Linked DNA regions of Pan troglodytes: region 1 is linked to region 2. The links are chromatin contacts, called in public HiChIP or PLAC-seq maps. All regions are on one chromosome and are shown on one strand. The core of a region is the stretch at or near the end of the contact, and the rest is flanking DNA. Distances in the headings are between cores, read along the strand shown. Region 1 holds the start of RRS1 (ribosome biogenesis regulator 1 homolog). Region 2 holds the start of DNAJC5B (DnaJ heat shock protein family (Hsp40) member C5 beta).

Evidence for each region. HiChIP or PLAC-seq counts read pairs in DNA pulled down with a chosen protein or histone mark.
Region 1: a contact with region 2 is called in an H3K4me3 HiChIP or PLAC-seq map of stem cell-derived excitatory neurons, with 7 times the contacts expected there. The contact joins the promoter of RRS1 here to the promoter of DNAJC5B in region 2. A contact is called at or near these places in 3 of 7 Hi-C or Micro-C datasets (blood and induced pluripotent stem cells), 1 of 1 datasets of contacts at active chromatin or transcription factors (stem cell-derived excitatory neurons) and 1 of 1 other capture datasets (stem cell-derived neural stem cells).

What each region holds. Positions count from the first base shown.
Region 1 is chr7:75,073,785-75,081,196 of NHGRI_mPanTro3-v2.0_pri, reverse strand. It overlaps RRS1 (ribosome biogenesis regulator 1 homolog), which reads right to left and starts at 2,171. Exons shown (of 1, transcript XM_016959530.4): 1 at 1-2,171. The coding sequence starts at 1,877. The coding sequence ends at 780.
Region 2 is chr7:74,660,533-74,668,087 of NHGRI_mPanTro3-v2.0_pri, reverse strand. It overlaps DNAJC5B (DnaJ heat shock protein family (Hsp40) member C5 beta), which reads right to left and starts at 1,383. Exons shown (of 6, transcript NM_001246535.1): 1 at 1,250-1,383. It overlaps LOC104007631 (a long non-coding RNA gene), which reads left to right and starts at 619. Exons shown (of 5, transcript XR_001720219.3): 1 at 619-689; 2 at 1,725-2,062; 3 at 5,359-5,419.

The sequences.
Region 1 (7,412 bases), core at 922-3,421, 410 kb before region 2:
GCCTCCCAAGTAGCTGGGACTACAGGTACCAGCCACCATGTCTGGCTAATTTTTTTATTTTTAGTAGAGATGGGGTTTCACTGTGTTGGCCAGGCTGGTCGCGAACTCCTGACCTCAGGTGATCCGCCCGCCCCGGCCTCCCAAAGTACTGGGACTATACAGGAGTGAGCCACTGCGCACGGCCTGCTTTGTGTTTTTCAGAAAGTAAACAAAAATAATCTGTACCAGGTATCCAGGTAACTGGCTTCAAGTACAATTTCTACCCAGTAGTCAGAAAGTTAAAAGTCACACTAGATAAGACATCTTTCTTACTTAATCTTTAAAACAGTCACTTGCCTATTCAATTCTGAAACTGTTTTCTTTCCCTCCCCCGCACTCCCGCTCTGATACACAAACTTGTTGTAAAAATAATGCAGAAACATATACGTCAATCTAAGTCTCTGAAATATGGCCAACTCTACCTCACCGTATATCCAACATTAAAAAGAAAAAAAAAAGGCTGTTTAAGAATAGAACTCATTCCCGGTTTCCACCAAATTATTTCCCTAATTCTTAAATCCTCAAATAAGTTCTTAATCTCCAAAGTCTCGGTTGTGGGAAAAACATTAATTTGTGCAGTCCAACACTTACATACTTTCTTGAGGGAAGGGCAATCCTGCCCCTTTAAACTCAATGAAGGCAGCGGCCAGGTCTTTCTGAGTCCCCGTACAATTGCCTAGAACTTAACATTTAGTATTCATAGTCCTTGGTTTACAGACGGGTCCGACAGTTAGAAACTATTACTTCCTCCTCTTTCCTCCTGGGCGCTGTCCTCCTTTTCTCTTGCCACCCAAGCCGGGCGGCCCAGAATTCATTTTGCCTCCCAAGCCCCCTTTCCTCTTCCCTCCCTGGCTGGGCGGGCCCCCTTTCCTCTTGCCCCCAGGCCCCTGCCGGCCTCCCTTTCTCTTGCCCTTCTGGCTCATTTTCCTCCTCTTGGCGGCCTCCTCCTGGTCCTCCTCCCTCATCTGCTTATTGGTGGCCCTCGTCACATCCAGCTGAGGCTTCTTGCTGTTCATGACACGAAGCAGCTCCAACTGGTTCTTTTTCTCGGCTGCAAAGTCCCCGAAAAGGGGTTGAAACTTCCTTTTCTTGCCGGAGCCCCGGGGCGCCTTCTCCTTGGGGAGGCGCTCCTGATAGCGCCCCACAGAGGCGGTGGAGACCTTGGCCACTTGCATGGCGCGGCCCAGCTCCTCCTTACTCTGGTGTCCGGTAGGGTGCAAGCCGGCCGCGCTGGGCAGCTGCATCTTGTGCGCGCGGGCCAGGTTACGCAGCCGGTTCAGCTCGTTCTTGGCCACCCGTTCCTTCTTGGCCTGAATCCGCTTGGCGAACTGGTCCTCCAAGGGGTCGGCATTGCCGGGCACCTCAATCAGCCATTCTTTGGTGTCGTCCCGGGCGCGCTGGTAGCCCCAGCGCCGCCGCCACTGGCTACTCACCTCGTCCCACACCAGGTTGGTCTTCTTCTTGGGACGGATGCCCTTGAGGCGCGCGAACTGCTGCCAGCGTGTAAGTGGCCGCGGTCGGGGCAGAGGCTTCTCTCGCGGCAGGCGTGTGGTGGGCTCCGGCAGCCGCGCCACTATCGCCTCTTCCACGCGCTCCGTGGGCAGCTGCCACAGCTGGTTGATGAGCAGTTGCGTGTTGTCCCGCGCCAGGGCCCGTAGCTCGGCCTCCGGCGTGGGTCCGGCGCACCGCAGCCGGGTCGGGGGGTTCCGGTCCGACGCCAGCAGGTTGCCCAGGTCAAACTGCAGCTCCAGCTCCTTGTGCACCGTGATGCGTTGCAACTTCTCTGCCTCGTCCTGCTCTGCCTTTGCGAGCAGCTCCTCCACGCTCTGGCCCTCCATGGCTCCGGCTCGGCTCACTCGCTTTGGGGCTGCAGCTGAAGTTACTTTTCCTACAGTGGCGGCCCAAACTCCGGCAGCATAACCACGTGCAGATGCCGGGATGCCCAATCCGGAAAAGAAAGGTTCGCTTCCGGAGCGCCCGGAAGCGGCTCGCAATCCGGGCGACCAGAGGAAAGGCCGGCAGAGGGCGGTATGGAGAGATGATGGGATTAGAAGCGGGACCTTTAGGCTGGCGCCAGATAGAGGCGGAGCTGGCCCGAGCAGGCCGCACGGCTAGTTCCAGAGCAGGATTGGGACTACGATTCCCAGGATGCAGCGGGGCGGGAGGCGGTCTAGAGGGCGGTCCAGGGACAGCTCGGGGGGCCGCCTAGGGGGCGGTCCAGGGGGCGGTCCGGGGACAGTCTCGCAGGCGGTCTAGAGAGGGCGGTCCCGGGGGGCGGTCTTGGGCGGGGGGCAGTTCAGGGAGTGGTCTTAGGATGGTGGTCCGGGGACAGTCTTGGGGCTCAATCCGGAGGGGCGGGCCGGAGGGTTTGTCCAGGGGCGCGGTCCGGGACCGGGGCGGGTACAAATTCCTGGGACTGCCTGTGGTGTGGGGTTCCAATCAAGTGCGTGTTACAATTTCAGTGTAAATCCGTTGTGAAGATGTTTAGACAATCACCCTTCTTAGGGCCAAATAGTTTCACTGGAGTCATAATCGGCTTTCAGGGTTCCTAGTTGTGGCCCGAGAAAGATGACATCCCAAAGATACACATAGAGCTAATTGTAGAAGATTCGTTTTGTTTTGGGAGTCACTGGCAATGAAGCCACCCCGAGTGGGCGCGGGTGTGCACCGACCCTAGTGAGCTAGCTGACTTGGAGCTCCGGGATTCTGCAGTTACAGAACCTAGTCTAGTTCAATTAATCTAGTACAATGCTGAAACTAAGCCATGCTCTGCAGTTACACTGCCTGGGTTCCAATCCTGACTGTGCCACTGTTGTTCCTTCAGCAATTTTACTTGTTGAGGACATTTTAAGGCCTGCGAGATAATGATAATAATACTTCCTAGGGTGGTTATAAGATAAATGAGTTAATATCGTCCAAGGGAGGGTTAAACGAGGGCCTGGAGCGTATGAGTACTCAGTACAAATTAGCCAAATACCGATTATTATTTCATTTTCATAGGCTCTGGGAGGTAAGTGCTACATGGTGTTAAGTATGAGTCAAACGGCCTGCAATCAGGTATCAGGTCACCATTACTTGGAGAGAATGTTTGATCTAAGCCTTATTTATAAATTGACAAACATAAAACATTAGTTTCTGCTACATGGTAAGAACTCAGTATGTGTTAGCTATTAGTATTAACTATGTTATTAATTATTGTATTAACTATATTATTTTCACAGATGAAACAAGGAGGGCTCAGAGAGGTGAAATGACTTATCTAAAGTTATGCAGTTAGGGAATATAAGAACAAGAGATATCTTAACTCTGGTTTTAAGTCTGTAGATCTATTCTCTGCAATGTCGTCCAAGCTCTTGATACTCATTAAAGTGTGGTCTGCATACCAGCAGCATAATATCCCCTGGGAGCTTGTTGGAAATGCAGAACGTCAGGCCTCACTCTAGATGTAATTTATCAGAACCTTTATTTTAATAAGATCTGTAGGTGACTAGGATGTACATTTGAGTATCAGAGGCACTGTTGATTGCGTGGTTTACAGGGTTTATCTTCCTTTCACTGGGGGCCAGGTTTATCCTAGAGGGGGTTATGCTGGAGAATTAACCAATGAAATTAACTTAATAGCAATTAGCAAATAGACTCAGTTTAGTTTCAGCATTGTGCTAGCCTTTCTCATCCAGAAGCATTTTAGAATTTGCTGTTTTTTTTTTTTTCCCTTGAACCTACTTTAACATTCAGCATCAAGGCTTTAACATCAGTCATCCCATGTAGCCAAGGCTAGGTCAAAGACCATATTAGCTAACTGCCTTGAGCCTTAAACCTTTGGGATTTGCCATAGGAGAGAGTTGAGTGTATTGATATGACTGCTATGGGCTTGGCTTGGTTTCTCATTCATTCATTCACTTGACAAACATTTAATTGAATGGCTACCATGTGCCAGACACTAGGTGCAAAGATAACTGAGACCTTATGGAATACTGGGGAAGAAAGGTAAAAAGAAATTGACTATATAATGTAACGTCATTGGACCTTTAATAGGAAGTACCAGTTATGTAGGAGTTAGCTTCTCTGTCAATCTTCTGAATTGGGAAAAAAAGAGCATAGGTTGACAAGTGTTAAATGGTATGATCTGGATCATACAGGTCAGCTCTTAATTGAACTCTGTTTTATGTTCAGTTTTTTTTTTTTTTTTTTTAGACAGGGTCTCACTTTGTCACCCAGGCCGGAGTGCAGTGGCACGATCTTGGCTCACTGCAGCCTCAACCTCCTGGGTTCAAGTGGACCTCCTGCTTCAGCCCCCTAAGTAGCTGGGACTACAGGCACGTGCCACTACACCTGGCTGTTTGTGTGCATGTGTGTGTGTGTATTTTTTGTAGAGCCAGGTTTTGCCATGTAACCCAGGCTGGTCTCAAACTCCTGAGCTCAAGTGATCCACCTACCTTGGCCTTTCAAAGTGGTAGGATTACAGGCGTGAACGACCGTGCCCAGCCATATTCAGTGGTTTTTTATAGTCTAAACTGATTTTAATTTCCTTGAAGACTAGAGACTGATTTTTACTTCCACATAGTGCTGGGCACATATTAGGCATTCAATAAAATGATTGTTTAAAAGCATAAGCATTATAGGGTTATCTAATTAAAGGTTATTACTATTGATTGTGTTAGATTCAAGGTGAGCAAAAACAGTAAGATTGGGATTTCGGGCTTAAAAAAAATCTTACTGAGGTAAGTGGGTAAGTTGTGGTCTCCAGGTTGCATTTGTATCATTCTTATTTTAGGCAAGACTATACAGTGTCCAGAGAAAGCAGGCTCTGGCCAGGCGTGGTGGCTCACACCTGTAATCTCAGAACATTGGGAGGCCAAGGCGGGAAGATCCCTTGAGACCAGGAGTTTGAGACCATCGTGAATAAGATGGTGAGACCCTGTCTCTACAAAAAGTAAAAAAATTAGTTGGCTGTAGTGGCATGCGTTTGCAGTCCCAGCTACTCAGGAGGCCGAGGAAGGCTCCCTTGAGCCCAGGAGTTTGAAGTTACACTGAGCTGTGATGGTGCCACTGCGCTGCAGCCTGGGCAACAGAGCGTCTCCTGATTCTGAAATAAATAAATAAAAACCTCCTTCATTAAAAAAAGAAAAAGGAGGCCCACCAGAGATGTATAAATATATATGAATATATATTAATAGTACAGCAAATGGTGGTATATATTGTCTTTTTCTTTTGTTGGTTTCCCTTCTTCCTTATATCCCGTAAATACAGAGAGATCCTAAGTTTGGTCATCAGATCCCACTTTTTCTCTCTATGTGCTCCCTGTGACATGTCATCCACTTGCATGGTGCCAGCTACCACTTTTGTGCAGCTGGTTCTTACAGGTACATTTTTCTTTCTTTTTCAGAGCTCTAGGATTTAATCTTCAACTACCTACTGGGCTTTTCCGCCATATTCTAAACTCAATATGGCTAAAACGACATAACACATCATCATCTCCCAGATTTGCTTCTCCTTCATCCGTCCGTCCGTCCGTCCGTCCGTCCGTCCGTCCATCCATCCATCCATCCATCCATCCATCCATCCCTCCCCTCTTATTCTCCCAGGAAATGTTTATAGAAGGCCTTTGATGCCTGAGGCACTATGCCGGCATTGAGTTGATGTTATCATCATTCTAGTCTAGAGCTTGGGCTTGAAACTATGACATCATCCTTGACTTTTCTCTTCCTATCTCCAAATCCAATCAATGTAAAAGTCTTGTTTGGCTTATCTCTATATTGTACCTTTTCCATTCCCACTGCCATGACCTTGCCACTATTTTCCTAGACTGGATCTCTTTCATCTGCTTCTCCATATTCTTTCTCCACTCTGTCCCTGGCTTCCAACTGGGTTTGGCCAGCAGGGGCAGTGACAGAAGATCAGAAGGCATGAAGAGAGTGAGGGCACGTATGCAGATTGCCATCAAAAGTCCATCAAAAGGCCACAGCTCCCATCAGGTAGCCCTGTCCATGCAGCCATCTTCCTCCTGCTCCTCTAGCTGCTCCCTTGGTTGCTGCAGGCCTAGGAGTGATTATAGTTCTCTGCTAATGCAGCACTACCGTTATTGTCAGTTTCCTTAAACTGCCCACATCTCTGCAAGTATTCTTTGTTTATCTTTCTTAAATTACCCAGCTTGACCACTGCCTGTTTGCTGCCCTGACTGATATCCTGGGAACCATCCTAGGAGCATCCCAACATTTCCTGCTTCCATACTCTTTTCAGGGCAGTCCTGAAGCTTTACCTTTTGTGCATCTGGCCAAATCACTCTTCTCAAAGACTCTCCTTTCTCCTTAATGAAATAATGACTATTCTTGGTCTTGGATGTTTATGATCTGGCCCCAAGCAACTTTTTTTGTAGTCACATGTCATGATAGTCCTCCTTATGCTTGTTTTCCAAGTATTTCTTTCCCACGCTTATTTTCTATCTTAGCTCTCTCTAGAGCCTTAAGAACATTCCTCAAGAAAGGGAAAAGTGAGGTGAGGTGCAGGGCAGAAAAAGCAGCAATTATTGTAAAGTGAACCTGGAAGGGAGAGTTTTTCCCAAAGCAGGAATAAGAAGGTTAAAGCCATGAAAGCAATACCTTTCATGTTCCCTCAAAACATAACTACTTTGGTCAGTAAAACATTTTTGTAAGAAATTTCCTTTTCATTCTTTGATGCCACATTAACTTGGATTTACTTTCTAAATGTCTGTTTTTTCTGTTGCCTCTTTTTGGTAGCGGAAATTGTTAGGGATGATTCAACCATTCTTTAATCCTGCTGTGAACATAGTTTATAAAAGTATTTTTGTCTAGGAAATTCAATGTGCCAGTAATTTGATAAAATAGGAGAAAAGGGCCCTTGAAATGCTTACGTTATTTCCACATGGCTCATTTTTACTGATTTGTGATTTTAATTTGGAAGTACTTAAAGGAAAAAAATTTCTTAATCATAGACAAAACTTGTATTTATGTATTTCAGTCTTAGTGAGAAACCTGTACTAAAAGTTTATTATTTTATTTTAAAGAGGAACAAAGAAGATACAGCATTTTGTGTAGTTAATGTAGAAGCAGATAGAAAAACGATGAAATATTGTACATTCACCTATAAAGAACATTGGATTTTAGGATAGTAAAATTGATGGTAGACTTTTGGAACTGATTTAAGTTGTTTTGGTCTCTGTTGCAGGGTGAAAATGCTGTGATACCTTTCCTCAGCCCTCAAAAGGGTCATGGCTGCCGGGAGTGGTGGCTCATGCCTATGATCCCAGCACTTTGGGAGGCCGAGGTGGGCAGATCACCTGAGGTCAGGAGTTTGAGACCAGCCTGGCTAACATGGCAAAACCCTTTCTCTACTAAAAATACAAAAATTAGCCA
Region 2 (7,555 bases), core at 134-2,633:
ATTATCTGAGGTTCAGCTTAAACTTAGTTTTCAATGGCTATCAATGAAGGAAGCCTAAAAACTGGGCCAATGAGATTTTAATGTTCAAGGTCTTAAGTGGTTATGATTAGATCATAACCTAATTGTGAAAATCACAGTGACTTCTGTACAGAAGTTGAATGTGTGCTATAAAGTTTATGTGCAAGTATATTTTGCTTTTATCTGGATCTCTCAGTTTTACATGCTTTGGGGACTATTACTACTTTCATAGAGTGTGAGAGTATTGACCTTACTGCTGTGATATATTTATTCGTGATGTGTTGGAGGCCAAGGAGAGTTAGAGTTGTGTCCTGTGGATAGAGAATCCATCTCCTCCTCTTCTTGTCGATGGCTGTTGGGGTCCCCTGTGGGTAACTGACCTACCTGTCAGAACATGGACTCTTACTCCCACTGAGGGAGCATCGCCATCAACTCTGACCTTGCAGGCAGAGCTCAGCGTGCCTGCCTGAGCTGTCCTGTGCTCCAACTCCGGGGTTGCAGTGTGCTAAGACCCAAGGGAGTCCACATGGGGATGAGTCAGGGCCTGGCGCTGGCCCCGTGCTCCGCCCCACTGGTAAACAGAACAGTTCTTTGCCGTCACTCAGAGCCTCTCAGGGCCCCAAGACTCCAGGAAGAAACAAGTGTTGTAGAAGCCAAAACCCCAAGGCAAGGTAAAGAAAACAGAACTGTCCGCATCCCCAGCAATGATTTCACTGGCAGAAGTTGCTGGGGGCGGGGTGGGGGGTCCGGTATATGTTCCAGCAGAGCTGTTTTACTTACTTCTCAACCAAAAGGCCCTTCTCTTTTACTCTTTATAGGGGTATCCTTTTGCCTTTCAAGATTTGAACTTTCAAAACTTGACCTTAGAGTCAGTCTTGCTTGCTAACCCATAATACAACTTTGCACCTTTTATTACTTTTGTTTGTTTTTGTACTGGCTTCTATTAAAATACTTCCTTAGTTAACTTATTTTTGTTTACTCTACCCTGTCATCCGGGGAGGGGCTATTGAAAGAAAAAAACCTCTAAATAGAAATATATCACCAGCAGCACAAGTGGACTACAGACTCGGAAATGTCCTCACCGTCCGGCTTCATGGCAAGCAGCCTGGCTGTTGGCAAGATGCGCCCAGCTCTGCTTCTGCTCGTGTGGAACCTTACATTACCCTAACGCAGCTGGGGCACACGCCGTCTGTGCTTATACTGTTCTTCTTAAGCTTGGAGACACACTCACCTTGAGATCTCTCCTCTTTTTCATTTAGACACTGGCAAGTCCTGTTCTGAGCTTAGCAATGCCAAGTACCTGAACTGGAGGCATGGCTGGCTGATCCCTTCTAGCTCCCTCCAGTAGTGTCCCACCTTGGCTATATCAGTAACTGCGCCTCCTGTTATTTCTCCTTCCCGGTTGTCAAGGTCAAACCTGGGCTGGATATTGTGATGTCACAGAGTGGAATCCTCGCTCCTCCAGATGGTCCAGCTGAGGCCCTCTTGGACAACACTTCCTCTCCTGCCCACGGTGGGAGGTTGGGAAGGACATTCCCCCATTTCCATTTGCTCTGCCATTCGAAACCTTGTGAGGGCCCTCAGGGAAGAATCCCTTTGCAGGTCATAAACTGACCTACAGAATTATGGGATCTTAACTGTGGGGAGAGACCTAGAAGACCGGCTAGTGACCAGATTCTCATCTAACTCCTTTCTTTTTTTTACAGATGAGGAAACTGAGGCCCCACGTGGTGAAGTGGCAGATCTGATTCTAGAGCCCAGGTGCCCTCAGTGTCAGCCCCTGCCATTCTGACCATGCTGCACTCAGATCTTGTTCTACTCTCTGGAGTTTGTCCACATCACAGTTTTCTGGTAGCTCATCAGACAATTTTTACCCGAATCCACCCACAACAAGAGACCATTTGGATAATGTACATTATGGGAAGAGAACAGAGTCTCGGTGAAGATCATGTTTCCCCAGCAACACAGGTGCCAGGAGTAGCTGGCTCTGGTCCCAGCCCAGACTCAGAAATCCTGAGCCACCAGACCATTTCCAGATTAACAAGTAAGGTGACTTCTGAGCAACTAATGTTTTCATTGAGATTTGATGATAAGCAGCAAAGCTCAAATGAAAGTCCAGAGTTAGTGTTGGCAGGGCGAGATGGCTCATGCCTGTAATTCCAGCACTTTGGGAGGCTGAGGTGGGAGGATCACTTGAGCCCAAGAGTTTGAGACCAGCCCGAGCTATATAGTGAGACCCCATCTCTACAAAAAATACAAAAATTAGCTGGGCGTAGTTGTGCGTGCCTATAGTTCTAACTACTCAGGAGGCTGACAGGGGATGATCGCTTAAACCCGAGATATCAAAGCTGCAATGAGTCGAGATTGCACCACTGCACTCCAGCCTGGACGGCAGAATGAAACCTTGTCTAAAACACACACACACACACACACACACACACACACACACACACACACACACACACAGTATTGATTACAGCGCTATACCAGGTTCTAGTGTTGAGTAAGGGACAGGGAGGAGCAATCTGTAAAGAAATAGAGTCTCACTGGAATTTCATTCTTCATTATTTCATACCCTTCACTTTTTCTAGACGCTAACCCCATATGATACTAAAAAGTATCTGTATTGCATCAGACGACGTATCTGTGAAGTCAGAGAATTGTGCTTTAAGAATCTCTCAAGAGGAGAACATATATTGGGCTTTCATAATACCAATAACATTTTACATCATGCTTCATTTACAAGCTATTTTCACACATATCACTCTATTTAATCTTCACAACTTGGTGAGATAAACAAAGTATTATTTTCAGTATAATTTTCTGGATGAGAAAATTATAGCTTAGAGAAGTTGTGTCTTGCACGAGATCACAAAGCTAATTAAGTGGAAAGGTTACTTAACATTAACTACAAACCAGATCTTCCACCAAGCCTTTTCCCCACCACAGGGCTTCGCTGGTTGGGGAGAAATTGTCATTTGGTCCCAGAACACACTTGAAGGCCACTGCCTTAAGCAACCCTTTGAGTAACAAGGAAGAAAGTATTCCCATAGGTCATAAATACTGCTTTACTAACTTCCTAAATGTCTTCATAAAATCTTAGGGAAATGGTTAATGGACACTAATTTTAAACTTTAAAATAATATAATTATTGCCCTTTCTTCCAACAATTCCACATCTGTGAATTCTCCTAAGAGAACCATTATGGATATGAAAAATATTTAGCTACAAGAGGTTTTTTGAAGCACTGTTTATAACAGAAAACATATATGAAGCTCAGCATTGGAAAAGTGGTAAAATGGATTATGCTGAACTCAAGAAAATAATGTCAGGGTTTCCCACACTTTGATTATTCATGTGGCATCTTCAGAATATTGCCATCTGCACTAATATTTACTTAACATTTTCCTTTAAATTAATTCATACATTTTACTGGAATAAAATTATTTAAAGGTATTTTTTATTATTAACATAAGTAGAAATACAGTATTAATTGCCTTAAATGTCAGATGACAATAAAAACAAATACAATGAAAACAAAGTAATGTTATTAATGCATGAATTTGGTCCCAATACCTTGAAGAAAACATATGACTGATTTAATAAAATCACAAGTAATCCCTTTTTTTTGCCATCACAAACTTCACCTTTCTGCATTAAAAAATCTCTTTTTTTACCTCTGATCTATAAAAGGTTCAATGGAAAAAAGATATGCAGTGTGTGTCTGACCCCAAATCACAGTTAGATATATTTATGCATACCTTGCATACTAAATCAGTAATTCTCAAAACTTGCTTGAAAGGTCACCTTGCTTAGAACAGGGTATTCCTCTGGCAGGATATGCAGGGATCAAACCTCTTTGCTCAATGCAGTCTTCCTCCAGCTATCATCTCAGGGCAAATAAAAATGACATCTTTCCTTGTGTTTTGTCTTGGCTGAGCATACTCAATACTGTACATTCTGTGGAGGTGTGGGTTATGCCGCATCCTTTGAGCATACATCCCTGTGTTGAAACAGGTGCACACCTGTAGCAGAGGCAGGCAAAGCCTCACACCTGGAGCACACAGAAGCTTCAGTCCCCTATGGCAGTGATGAGGGAAGCCTGCATAGCTCTTCAGAAGCAGGCACTCTGCAGGCTAAGTGAAAGCTATAGATATTTGTAAGTCAGAGTTCAAAGGTTTTTGCTTAGTTATGGAGGAGGATTTTGTGGGGGGAAATGCTAATTTTGTCAACACTTAAATTCCACTTCAAGGCAGAATTTCTCAAATTGTGTTCTACAGACCACCTGCACCAGAATCACCTACTTCATATATATATATATATGCAGATTCCCACACAGCTTCCTGCATTTACTGCCTCCAAATCTCACGGCCTGAGTGAGAGACTCATGTTAAGTCAAGCTTCTCCAGGAGCTTGTGGTGTAGGTGTACACAAATACTTGAGAACAATGCTCTAGGCCAGAAGTTCCCAAACTTTAGAGCAAACCAAAGAGTGCCTGGAGGACTTGTTTTTGTTGTTTGTTCGTTTGTTTTGTTTTCTGAGATGGAGTCTCACTCTGTTGCCCAGGCTGGAGTGCAGTGGCACGATCTCAGCTCACTGCAACCTCCGTCTCCCAGGTTCAAGCAATTCTCTGCCTCAGCTTCCCTAGTAGCTGGGCTTACAGGCACCCCCCACCACGCCCAGCTAATTTTTTGTAATTTTAGTAGAGATGGAGTTTCACCATTTTGGCCAGGCTGGTCTTGAACTCCTGACCTCGTGATCCACCCGCTTCGGCCTCCCAAAGTGCTGGGATTACAGAAGTGAGCCACCGCGCCCGGCTGAGGACTTGTTAAAACACAAATTGCAGGCCCCACCCATCAAGTTTCTAGTTTGGGATGTCTAGAGTGAGGCTCAAGACTTGACACTTTTAGCAGGTTCCTAGGCCTGATGGTGGACACCAGACTTTGAGAACTACCGCACTTGGACCAAGAAATTGAATGTACAGTATAGAGTGCTCTCGATAGTAGTACAGAATGTACAGTATTGAGTACGCTCTAAAGGCATTTCCAAAGGCCTAGGAAATGGAGTTTGGACCTTGAGTCTTTACGTATTCAGAAAAGAATTGGTATAGAAAGGAATTTTGTTCTTATTTTGCTTTTGGTTTTTGTTCTTTAGGATTTTTCTTACAAATAATTTTTATTTTTCCACTAAAATGCTCGTAGTCTATGTCCATCCATTCAGGATACTTCAAGGTTAAACAGAATCACTTCCTTATTTTGTACCTTTTAAAATATGGGAATCTTAATGAATGAACACAATTGATGTCTGACTTTTCAGAGGCCTGCATTAATTTGATTTCAGTGACCCACTGGAAACCAGTGTCAGCATAACAACAGTTACGAGAGCTAAACCTACAAAACAGGTAAGGCATATAAACTGACTAAGTGCTAGAGATTTTAATTAAGCCTAGTGACTCTGAAGCTGGACTCCCTCTTAAAAGATGTTGAGAATTCAACTTAATTCTGAAAAAGTACATCTAAATTCGGGTCTTTTTACCAACCAAACTATTTATGCTTAATAGAAATGGAAGCGTGCCTGTAGAATCAGAAAGATCTTTCTGTTGAATCAGAAACATATTGCTAATGTTTGTAGCTATGGGACCCACCTCATGTACAAACAAAATCATAACATTTTCTCAAAACAAAGGTAGTACTATATACCCCAACAGAATTCATTTTTAAGGAGTGCTAATGACATTATTAAAAGAAAATGTCAGCCAAACTGCAATAAAACATTTCCAGGCCAATAAAAGTAGTTTGAGTTGAATGCTCTAAAACTATTGGCTTTGAAAGGTTAAAATAATAAGTGATCACAGATCCAAGAAACACAATGCTCAAGTCATTAGCAGAGGCATTTTATGCTGTATTGTAAGTAAAGTGTAAGGCATGTATTGGTTTAGATCCTATAAGGTGATCCCTATAAGACCAATGCCTGCCCTTTCTATGTGGCTCTTCTGTGAAGAACAGAAAGTTATATATAGGAACAAGAACCCACACATTTTAGAAACTAAAAAAAAAAAAATTATATTTGACTTCGTGATACATTTGTGTGATTCCATTCAGACATAACTGTCTGATATTTTGGAAGTGCTTTAAACCAAACATGAGACACACTGTGAAGACCTACATTCCCAAAGACTGCTGCTAATATTGGTCTAACTTTACCAGTGAGTCTCTGTCTCAGAAAACTTTTCTACTTTCTCCACCCATGATAGAAATCTGTCTCTTCTCCTTTTTCTTTACCCCCAAATAGTCACAATGGCAGAAACACATAATGCCATACAGACCACGCCAAGTACAAGTGGTCTCTGCTGTGGCCTGAGAGTTCTACAAAATTCATATGTTGAAACTTAATCTTCATTGTGGTAGTACTGAGAGGTGGGGCCTTTTGCAGAGTGACTAAATCACTCATTGTATTAGTTCATCTTCACGCTGCTATGAAGAAACACCCAAGACTGGGTAATTTATAAAGACAGAGGTTTAATTGATTCATGGTTCTGCATTGCTGGGGAGGCCTCAGGAAACTTACAATCATGGCAGAAGGCAAAGGAGGAGCAGGCACCTTCTTCCCAGTATGGCAGAACGGAGCGAGTGGGAGCAGGGGAAATGCTGGACACTTATAAAACCATCAGATCTCATGAGACGCACTCATTGTCACAACAACAGCATGAGGGAAACCACCTCCATAATCCAATCACTTCCCACCGGATCCCTCCCACAACATGTGGGGATTATGGGGATTACAATTCAAGATGAAATTTGAGTGGGGACACAGCCAAACCATATCACTCATGAATGGATTAGTGCCTTATAAAAGGGCTGGAAGAAACTAGCCCCTTTTGCTCTTTTGCTTTTCTGTCATGTGAGGACACAGCGTTTGACCCTTCCAGAGGATGTGGCCATAAGGCACCACCTTGGAAGCAGAGCAGGCTTCACCAAGGCCAGTGCCTTAGTCTTAGACTTCCCAGCCTCCAGCACTGTGAGAAACAAAATCCTGTTATATATAAATGACCCAGCCTGTGGTCCTTTGCTATAGTAGCATAAATGGACCAAGACAGTCTCCAATCTCAATTATGCCCTCAGCACAGGGCAGTTCTCTCACTATCCACTGCACACTCATTGCAAACTCTCACCAATCTCTGGAAGCCTTTCATTTGTGTCCCTCTCATTCTTAGTGGTGAGCCTCATCTCCTCCACAAAAAACTCAGAAACCATTAACTATTCCCTTTTTCAATTTCAACCCTACCCTACTCTAAATACATCCACATCTGTGCCCACTCTTAACACCTTCCTGCAGCTCAGTGGAAAGGCATTCTCTTTCAGACCAAGGATAATACCTCTCTATGTGACCTGAGCCCCCGTTTAATACTGCTACTTTTGAGAACTTGCTCCTTCAATTATTCCCTTTAGCTAATTTCTACCACAGTCTCTGTCTCTCTCTCTCTCTCTCTCTCATTTCTGGCTCTCCCTTCTCAGCATAAAAACATTCTCAAGTCTTT